3 separate regions of the Mus musculus genome follow, and regions 2 and 3 are each linked to region 1. A link is a contact called in public HiChIP or PLAC-seq data. All regions are on one chromosome and are shown on one strand. Each heading gives the region's core, a stretch centred on a gene start, on an enhancer-like site or on the middle of the called end of the contact. The rest is flanking DNA. Distances are from core to core; before and after follow the strand shown.

What was found. HiChIP or PLAC-seq counts read pairs in DNA pulled down with a chosen protein or histone mark.
Region 2: an H3K4me3 HiChIP or PLAC-seq map of embryonic stem cells shows a contact between it and region 1, with 8 read pairs. The contact joins the promoter of Gtpbp4 here to the enhancer-like site in region 1. A contact is called at or near these places in 4 of 39 promoter capture datasets (the C10 cell line, hippocampal neurons and liver), 1 of 484 Hi-C or Micro-C datasets (the HL-1 cell line) and 3 of 115 datasets of contacts at active chromatin or transcription factors (astrocytes and embryonic stem cells).
Region 3: an H3K27ac HiChIP or PLAC-seq map of embryonic stem cells shows a contact between it and region 1, with 2.8 times the contacts expected there. The contact joins the promoter of Larp4b here to the enhancer-like site in region 1. A contact is called at or near these places in 8 of 39 promoter capture datasets (the 3T3-L1 cell line, the C10 cell line, cranial neural crest and 3 more) and 1 of 115 datasets of contacts at active chromatin or transcription factors (embryonic stem cells).

What each region holds. Positions count from the first base shown.
Region 1 is chr13:9,631,138-9,634,340 of GRCm38.p6, reverse strand. The region is part of intron 29 of Dip2c (disco interacting protein 2 homolog C); the gene reads right to left. Among named protein-coding and RNA genes, the nearest start is that of Gm36423, 42 kb to the left of the region's middle. Within about 2 kb of position 1,455, at least 2 of the 459 cell types and tissues checked have an H3K27ac peak or open chromatin away from gene starts, as enhancers often do. A contact at or near this core is called in embryonic stem cells, where this site is marked.
Region 2 is chr13:8,994,242-8,997,444 of GRCm38.p6, reverse strand. Gtpbp4 (GTP binding protein 4) reads left to right here and starts at 1,433. Exons shown (of 17, transcript NM_027000.4): 1 at 1,433-1,496. The coding sequence starts at 1,449.
Region 3 is chr13:9,092,359-9,095,561 of GRCm38.p6, reverse strand. Larp4b (La ribonucleoprotein domain family, member 4B) reads right to left here and starts at 1,681. Exons shown (of 18, transcript NM_172585.3): 1 at 1,382-1,681.

The sequences.
Region 1 (3,203 bases), core at 206-2,705:
CCTATACTGGGGCATAGAACCTTCACAGGACCTAGGGCCTCTCCTCCCATAGATGACCAACTAGGCCATCCTCTGCTACATATACAGCTAGAGCCACAAGTTCCACCATGTGTTTTCTTTGATTGGTGGTTTAGTTCCAAGGAGCTCTGGGGTCCTGGTTAGTTCATATTGATGACAAGAAACTTTTATATGTAAGATAAATAGAAAATCCAGATACAAAAATATTAAGAAAATCACATAGGAAGAAAATTAGGAGAGCCAAAAGAAGTCAGACACTTGACCTTCTGAGTGTGTCAATCTGTACTGTTTTACATCCAAATCACCACACAACAGCACTTTTAAAAATACTTTAAAGAATAAGATAACAAATTTTAATTCAAAAGTATTTGTTCAAACCACCAGTTTTAAAAATTCATTTATTTATTCACTTTACAACCCATTATCAGACCTTTCTCTCCTCCCAGTACCCCTCACACAAGTCCTACCCCACCCTTCATTCCACTTTCCCCTTCTCTTTTGAGGAGGGGAAGTACTTCTCATACCCCATTCCCACACATCAACTGAGACCAGACAGGGCACAAACTGCTATTTTTAATGCTTGCTTATCATTGTGAATTAGCAGTACTTGATCATATTTATTATAATAAAAGATGTCAGATAAATATTGTGAGATTTAAAGATATATTTTACTTATATGAAAATTGATAGATGAAACCCACATCATTGCTGTGCTGTAGCTGTGTACCTGTAATCTTCCTATCACAAGCCATTTCTCCTTTAATATGGTCAATCTCATTCAAAAAATTTCGAAACAAAAATTAAGAGAGCCCAGATGGCTCAAGAAATTTAAGAAAACTAAATGAGGGACTAGAGAGATGGCTCAGCCATTAAGAGAACTGTCTGCTGTTCCAGAGGTTCTGAGTTCAATTTCCAGCAACTTCATGGTAGCTCACAACCATCTATACTGGGATCCGATACCCTCTTCTGGCATGCAGATGTACATGCAGATAGAGCACTTATACATAAATCAATTTTAAGGAAAAAAAAAGACTAATGAGCCCACAAACTTATTTCGAACATGATTCTTCACGTAGAGAAGTATTGTAGAGGGAACACAGCAGAAGTGGTAGCAAATTTTCATCTCTCTCTCTCTATTTCAACATATCAAACTTTCAGTTATTTTTGTGAAGTGGAAATATAGCAAACCCCAACCTTTCATATAGCCTTTTTTTTTTAATTGGATATTGTCTTTATTTACATTTCAAATGTTATCCCCTTTCCCAGTTTCCCTCCCTCCCGGAAACCCCCTATCCCCCCCTTCTTCCCCCTGCTTCTAAAAGGATGTTCCTCCACCCACTCACCCACTCCTACCTCCTCACCCTCAGTTCCCCTACACTGGGGCATCTATTGATCCTTCATGGGAGCAAGGACCTCTCCTCTCATTGATGGGAGGCCATCCTCTGCTTACATATGCAGATAGAGCCATGTGTACTCCTTTGTTGATGGCTTAGTCCCTGGGAGCTCTTGGGGGACTGGTTGGTTGATATTGTTGTTCTTCTATGGAGTTGCAAACCCCCTTCCACTCCTTCAGTTCTTTCTCTAATTCCTCTATTGGGGACCCCACGCTCAGTCCAGTGGTTGGCTGTGAGCATCCACCTCTGTATTTGTAAGACTCTGGAAGGGCCTCTCAGGAGACAGCCAGATCAGGCTCCTTTCAGCATGCACTTCTTGGCATCCACAATGGTGTCTGGGATTGTTAACTGCATATGGGACGAATCCCCAGTGGGACAGTCTCTGGGTGGCCTTCCCTTCAGTCTCTGCTCTACACTTTTCTCCATGTGTGCTCCTGTGCACAGCCTTTTCAATGCAGTCAGTAATTTCAGAATGAGAAGACCAGGTACATTCAAAGAAAGAAAGCCAGACTTTATTATTATGCTGTAAACTTCTCTGTGATTTGATTTGCTCAAATGTTTGTGCAAATGTTTATAGTCAATATGTCATATTCAGTAAAAGCCCATGTAAATAATTCTTATATCCCGTACAAGGACATATTTTTACTAATTTGCCATTGGTATCTATTAAGGATCTTTTTTGTTGTTTGTTTGTTTTTGGTTTTGTGTTTGTTTTGTTTTGGTTTTGGTTTTTTTGAGACAGGGTTTCTCTGTGTAGCCCTGGCTGTTCTGGAACTCACTCTGTAGACCAGGCTGGCCTCGAACTCAGAAATCCACCTGCCTCTGCCTCCCGAGTGCTGGGATTAAAGGTGTATGCCACCACTGCCTGGCTTGTTGTTTGTTTGCTTGTTTGTTTGTTTGTTTTTGAGACAAGGTTTTGCTTTGTAGTTTAGGCTGGCCTTGAACTTGTGGCAGCCATTCTGTTAGAGCTGAAAAGTACTAGGTTACAGGTTTGAGTCATCATACCCATCTCTCCAGATCACTTTACAGCATTACACAGGTATATCTATGAAGCATAAGAGACATATACACTATTAAACAACTACCTGTTATAAGTTACTTTTTCCCCAATGGAATGTGAGCTTAGTTCAGTCCTTGAGAACAAACTTACACTCAGATGTTCTTTTATCCAGAACCTAAGCTTTTATACTATTTCCCACAAGCGTCCAAAGCTAACATAAGACGGGCTTCAAACAATCATTTTTTTTAAAGCATTTCCATATTACTCCCCAATTAACCCATTAAAAAACATACTTCAGATCTGACTGCAGCACAGCACTTGCCTTCTTAGCTCTAGAGATGCATTTAAGGGCTTTACCTATGCATTACCCTATCCTCATCAGACCCATGTACATTAAAAATCTAGTCTATGTTTAATTAAATGTATGTATGCACAGGTGCACATGAGTGTTGCAATGCCCGAGGAGGCCAGAGGCACTACATTTCTGTGGAATTGAATTACAGGCAGTTGTGATACCTGTTATAGATGCTGGAAAACAAAACTGGGTCCTCTACAAGTGCAGTACATATGCTCTTAACTACTGAGCCAATGCTCCAACCCTATGAACACGTTTTGAAGACTGGGTATTATTTCCAGAGCACACCACAGCTAAAATAGACATCCCATTCCTTTCTCTTCCTGCGTGAGAGGTTGAATGATGACCCCATCCTAGCCTTTTTCCTAGAAATGTGTAGCTTTTCTCATCATGCTCAGGGGAGTATGGCATTCCCACCTGGACTGATTTTACCTAA
Region 2 (3,203 bases), core at 184-2,683, 640 kb after region 1:
CAAGTGCTTGAATTAAAGGCATGCGCCACCACTGCCGAGCCTCACTCAGTTCTTGCTTACTCCAGCCCAAAGATTTATTTATTATTATACATAAGTACACTGTAGCTGACTTCAAACGCACCAGAAGAGGGTGTCAGATCTCATTATGGGTGGTTGTGAGCCTCTATGTGGTTGCTGAGATTTGAACTCAGGAACTTCAGAAGAGCAGTTAGTGCTCTTACCCGCTGAGCCATCTCACCAGCCCGAGACTGTCCTTTCCAACAGCACAGAGAGATGCATTTAGTCAGAAAAGCAGAAAGTAAATGCTCTTGGGAAATACCCAATTTAACATATCTGGAGTCTGATTGAAAATGTCTGATTGTAATTAAAAAAGACACCAGGCTGAAAGCAACTTGTATTATCAAAGTAGTCCACACTGGGGCTGTGAAGGAGAAAGGAGAAAGGAGACTTTGAGGAGAGGAAGAACCTTGAGGATTATCTAGTTAGGGAGAGACTCAGGAAGGTAAATTAGCAAAGAAGACTGCATTCTAGACATCAAGTACCAGAATGATGGATGTCACAGAAAAATAGGGAGAAAGGTTTGAAGAAGATGGCAACACCTGAGAAAGGGTCTTTTAGTTAAAAGATAATCATGAGGCAAGAGTAGATGGATTAAGGTAAAGAAATGGGTGGCTTAATTAAACTGACAGGGAAAACGCAAGTGGGAAGGTTGGCTTCAATCCATGTAGGTCTGTACGGATCAGACTTTGTGTCTATGTCTGGTGCCTGGGTTCTGGGCAGCTGTGTGGGGGGCAGAGTTTTTTCACTGGCCCATGTCAGGTGAAGGTCAGGTGAAGGTGGAGCACCCACAAACCACCTCGAGACTGCAAGGTCAGGAGAGGAAACTCGGGCCACCTGGAAGTATGCAGTCTACTCCATTAACAGAAGCCCCGTCAACATAATTTACTCGAATAAATAACTTTCCACACTGCCAGGCGACAGACAGCCTTTCTTGCTCAAGGGACACCAAAGTGATGCAGAAGCCCCGCGCTGCGTCTTCCCGCTCGTCACTCGCTCTGGCCGCGGCGTCCCCAGAGGTGGCTGGAAACACCCTTTGGAGCCCCGAAGCCGGCTTGGGTGAGGGCAGTGTTTCCTGAGAGCCCCGCCAAGGTGGCCAGCCGGGAGTCTCCCTTTCACCCCGCAAGGTTATCTCTCCCACCTCTAAACCCAGCAGATCTCTACCGCGGCTCTTGGCGGCGGACTTCCCGGCCGAGCGGGGACGCTGTGGGACTAGAAGCCTGTCTAGGCGGACGCGTGGGCCACGCCTCGCGGACATTCAGGAAATGATGTAACGCTTGAGTCCGGCAGCCAAAGTTGTGTCACGCCGGATAGCGGAAGTCCCGCCCACCTCCGCCGGCGGAAGTCCGGTCCTCCGCTTCTCCTGGTTCCTCGTGCGTTCCACCGCCGGCATGGCGCATTACAACTTCAAGAAGATTACGGTGGTGCCGTCTGCCAAGGTAGGGGTGACAGAGGTCGTTTCCGCCTATCTCCATTTCCCCGACAAGTCGCCAGGGAGGGTCCAGGCCTGTATCCCCGAGACTGGGGGAGGGAGGACACCGTGCAGTCCCTCGGCCCTCAGTGCGGAGCTCCGCTTGCTAGGCTTTGTCCTCGCGACCCTCGGAGATCAGTCCCACTCTCTGAAACCAAGCCCCTCTCCTGCTGTCCTTGGGTACCCTAAGCCCTAGAATCCCTCCAAGACATCAGGGCCGTTCCAGAGCCTATGATTCTTGTGTGGCCTGCCGACGGGACAAAGTGTCTGGGTGGTGGCCACAGTAAGGAGCAGGGTAGGAAGCCTGAAGGGGCCAGTGGTGAGCGTCGTGTGAGTACCCTCCCCTTTAAGTAGAATTTGATTCGTGACGTCACGGTCTAAAAAGATTTTAGGTAGCTGTCATTTTGTCGTTGGACTTAAAAGATGCAATTGGTTATAAGCACGCAAGTAGCCAGGCCCACATTATGTAACGTAGCAAGATGCTTTCCTCCCAAATGTCGAGAATGAGGTAGGCTAAAGAACCTAAAAGGATACACCGGTTTCTCTGGCAAGCCATGGGCATTAAATTGCAGAATCAGTTAGAGGAACCAGTGTCACTATCGTTAAATTGACCGCAGTGTGGGTGTTTTCGACATCCCCCTTTCTGAATGAGCTTGCTTTGAAAACTTGTGTAAAGAACTAGTATTTTCTGGTGGGCGTGGTAGTGCACGCCTTTAGTCTCAGCACTAGGGAGGCAAAGGTAGGCGGATCTCTGAAAGACCCTGTCTTGAAAAGACAAAAACCATGTTTCCACTAGTTGTTTTCCTTACACGTCTCTGTATTTCTCCTTTCTTCCTCTTTCTGATATCCATTCTGATACGTTTTTCACACGTTTGTAATAATTGGAAAGAAACTACATGTAGGAATCACATTTTGTTTTAGCCCACGAGACTGTCGCCACTACTTCTCAAGTGCATGTTGAAGGAACTCGTACACTTTTTATTTCACTGGAAATAGAGTTCATTGGGTCAAAGGAACTTTGTTGATATAATTGACCTAGGAAAGGCAGCCTTTGTCTCTGTTGCCCTGAAGGAGGTCTGTTTGCAGATGAGTTTGCATGTGTGTAGATAGGTGGTGGGAAATAAAAAGTCAATCTGAAGAGTATGGGGTGCTTTTGTAAAGTGTGTGCCAAGTTCTGTGTATAGAAACACATAGAATAGTCTGCGTCTTTAAGAATCATATTCTGGGGGCTGGCGAGATGGCTCAGTGGTTTAGGAGCGCCGACTGCTCTTCCGAAGGTCTCGAGTTCAAATCCCAGCAACCACGTTACGTCTGTAATGAAATCTGATGCCCTTTTCTGGAGTATCTGAGGACAGCTACAATGTACTTATATATAATAAATAAATAAGTAAATAAATCTTAAAAAAAAAGGATTTTCTGAAGGAATAACTGAATGTGTTTATACCCACCGCAGTATGATGGAGAAGTGTGAGCTCCAATTGGCCCTCTGTATGAGTTCAAATCCAGAGTCAACCAACACAGATTAAAAACACTATTTGAAAATTGCATCTATATTTAATGTACATAGACTTTATTTTCTCTTTTTTGTTTGTTTGCTTTCTTTTTGTCTGCCTTGGCTGGCCTGGAACTTATACATTTCTGCCTCTAGGATTAGGATTAAAGGCGTGAGCCACCA
Region 3 (3,203 bases), core at 432-2,931, 540 kb after region 1:
ACTATTTCTTGTACAATTTGATTACAATACTGGATTTTGGTATATTAAGCACGAAGAAAAAAAGCCTCAATTAAATTAACCCTGACTGTAAATAAGAGAAGCCAACCAAGTTAGGGAAGTATAGAAATTGCACATAATATACTAAAAGACCACCAAAAACAAAAACCATCACCCTTTTCTCCTCTTGTGGTCTTGCAAACACCAACTCAAAACAAACTGCAAGTGCATTTTAAATATTCAACTCAATTTGAAAAGGGAAGCAGCTAAATATCCTAAAAGAAACAAATGCAGTTGCTATTGCCTCTATTTAAAACTCCCTTGTTTGACTGTGTGCTACAAACTAATTCCACTGCAGCCATGGGAAGCCCTCCCGTTTGTTCAGTTATGGAAAACTTCAAAGTTTCAGTTTATGATTAAAACAAAGTATTCCAACGCCAGTGAGAAGGTCGCGAATGGAAGGCAGATTGAGATCATTTTTCTCCGGGTCGTTTTCTCACATTTCGAGTCAGTCCAAATTCAAAGCCACCTTACACCAAAAAACGAGGGGGTTAACAAGATTACATTCACTGAAAGTCACAAGATGCAATGACCTCAACTCAACAAACTTCATGTTCTACTATACACCACTGAGAAGCAGGTGGTTAAGAGGTTCCTGGCCGGTTACCATGAGTCTTCACATTTAATTTTTATTTCTTAACTATCTCAAAGTCGGACCCGCTCAAGTCTATCAAGTGTATGGGGGAAAAGGGAGCAGCATTCCAAACACACACTCGAGCAACAGGATCCTAACTTCCTGGTTCTAAAGGAATGCGATTCCCTAATGAGCCACCTCTCCCCGCAGCAGCGAGCGCGGCTGTCTGGCCGGTCTCCGGCGGGACCGAGGGGGGCGAGGCCCCGGGCGCCGCACTGCGGGTCCCCGGGGCCCGCCCGCCTGCCCTCGGGGCGATGGTGGCCTGCGACCCCAGCCCATTCTCCTCGGGCTGCATAGGCAAACCCCCAAGAGCCTGGGAGACGCGGCCTCCGGGAAGACTCTGCACACGTCTCACTTCGCTCCAGTCCTCCCCGGCCAGGGCCGTGTCAGTCAGGTCTGACCCCGGCCCGCAGGTCCTCCCAGGTCCAGCCTACCCCGGGCTATCGGGGCCACAGTCCAGCCTGCCCTGCCGCTCCCTCCGCGGCACTGCCCCTCTTTCTGTCCTCCCCAGCGCCGGCCCCAGCCCGGCCCTGTGCCGTTCCCCTCCCCGCCCGGGCCCGGCCCTGCCCGCCACTGGCCCCGTCCCTCCGGGAAGATGGCGGCCCGGTGACAGGCTGGTGGAGGCGCGGGTCCGAGCACGGGGCGCGGAGGGAGGCCGCCCCGTCGGTGACCGAGGACCGCCCCGCTCACCTGTCAGCCGCCCGCCCCGCCCGACCGGCCGCCCGCGGGCTCGTCGCCGCAGCCCCGGTGCCCGGCGACCGCGCAAAACACGCGGGGACGGCCGAGGAGGGAGACGGCAAGAAAAGGCGGCACGGCCGGGCCGGGCCGGAGACAGCAAAGAAGAGCGGGCGCGGACTTGGCAGCGACGGCAGCCGATCCTTCCTTTTTCGGGCCCGAAAATGTCTCAACCTCGAGACTCCAGATCCCCAACGCTCCTTCCCGTTCGCATGAGAACACACAGATCCCACTTCCGGGGCCCTGCGGAAGTCCCACCCCCGCGCGGCCCCGCGCCCTACCCCGGCGCCCTCACCCACCCGGCCCGCCGACTGGCGTTTGGCGCCCAGGAGAGCCTAGCGTCATGGAGGCGCTGCGTAGCGATTGGCTAAGAGGGGACGCGAGTCCTCCCTTCTACTTCCCCCGGCCTCTCGGCGCGCACCCATCTCGCGGCATCTGTGATTGGCGCGTGCGCGCACGACGCCAATTTCCCCCCCCACACCCCGCACCGCCCCGCGCCGCCCCACCCCGCCCCGCCCCGCCCTGAGCTGCTGCGCGCGCCGCACACCTCGTCTCTCCCCGCCCATTCTGCAAGCCCCGCCCTGTAGCAGTCGGAGCGCCAGTTGTAGGCAGCTTAGCATCTTATGAGCAAGTGCTGGGGTGTGGGGCGTCCCAGGCTGGTGGCGTCCTGAAAGCGCACCCCTCGCTCCGGACCCGCTGTCCCCAGGACCTGGACCCATGTCCGGCATTTCTCTACAGCTTCCCCGACTTCAGTATGGGACAAGAATGATTTGGATAAGCAAAGAAACCTGCTCTTGTCGCTTCCCAGAGAATTGAAAATACTAAAACCCTTCTTTTATCGATTTTCTTTTAAAAAAAAAAAAGAAAAAACGTATATTACATTTACTTTACTTAAAACTTGCTGCCTACTTATCTGCGTTTATTCGCCGGTTGCTTACTGTCTATAATTCATTATTCGAAGCCATACGAATTTTTCCCGAATGAAAAAGCTCTCTTGGAACAATATCCATGGTTACCATACCATACCATACCATACCATACCATACCATGGTTCTGCTCATTGGTTTCTAGGAACATTTTTCAAATACTGAAGAGTGCATTTTGGAAGAACCATCTTTGACTCTCCTGTATTGGGTCTTTTTTGTGGGAGTTTCTTCTCTTCCTCCCTCTGGGTCTTGATGCTCAAACTCTTGGTGTTTACACTTCAGAGCAAAGGCCTTAACCAAGTGAGCCACCTCACCCAGCCTCTATGTGACACCTTGTTGCAGTTACTAGGCTTAAGACTGTTTCCTAGTTAACTATTTCACAGGCATTCTCACAGTATTTAGTCTCATAGTAACTATTCTCACGGTATTTCTTCTTCAAAGACCAGTTCTCACTATTTTTACACAGGCTGGCTCCCTCGCATTGATTGTTTTGCCTCCCACCTCCCGAGTTGGAAGTACTGCCTGGCACTATGTGCCCTACTCATTGACGTGTCTCTAAAGATAATAAATTGTAAGTAAAGCTTGCCTCTGGTACTGGAAAGAATATACAACATTAGTACTATTAATGCTTTTCCCTTCCCTGGTAGTTCTGCCTGCTGTTAACACCTCGGGGTATTTGGTGTCCGTAAATGCAACTGGTACACCTAATCCAGAGTACCAACAGGTATGTCCTTCAAATATATCTTCTCCATCTTGTCAACAAAGATCTTCATGGCTCCTTGTCTTTCCTACAGGATAACATTAAGTACTATTGCATAAAAAGAAGGACTTTCACAAACTAGTGAAAACGG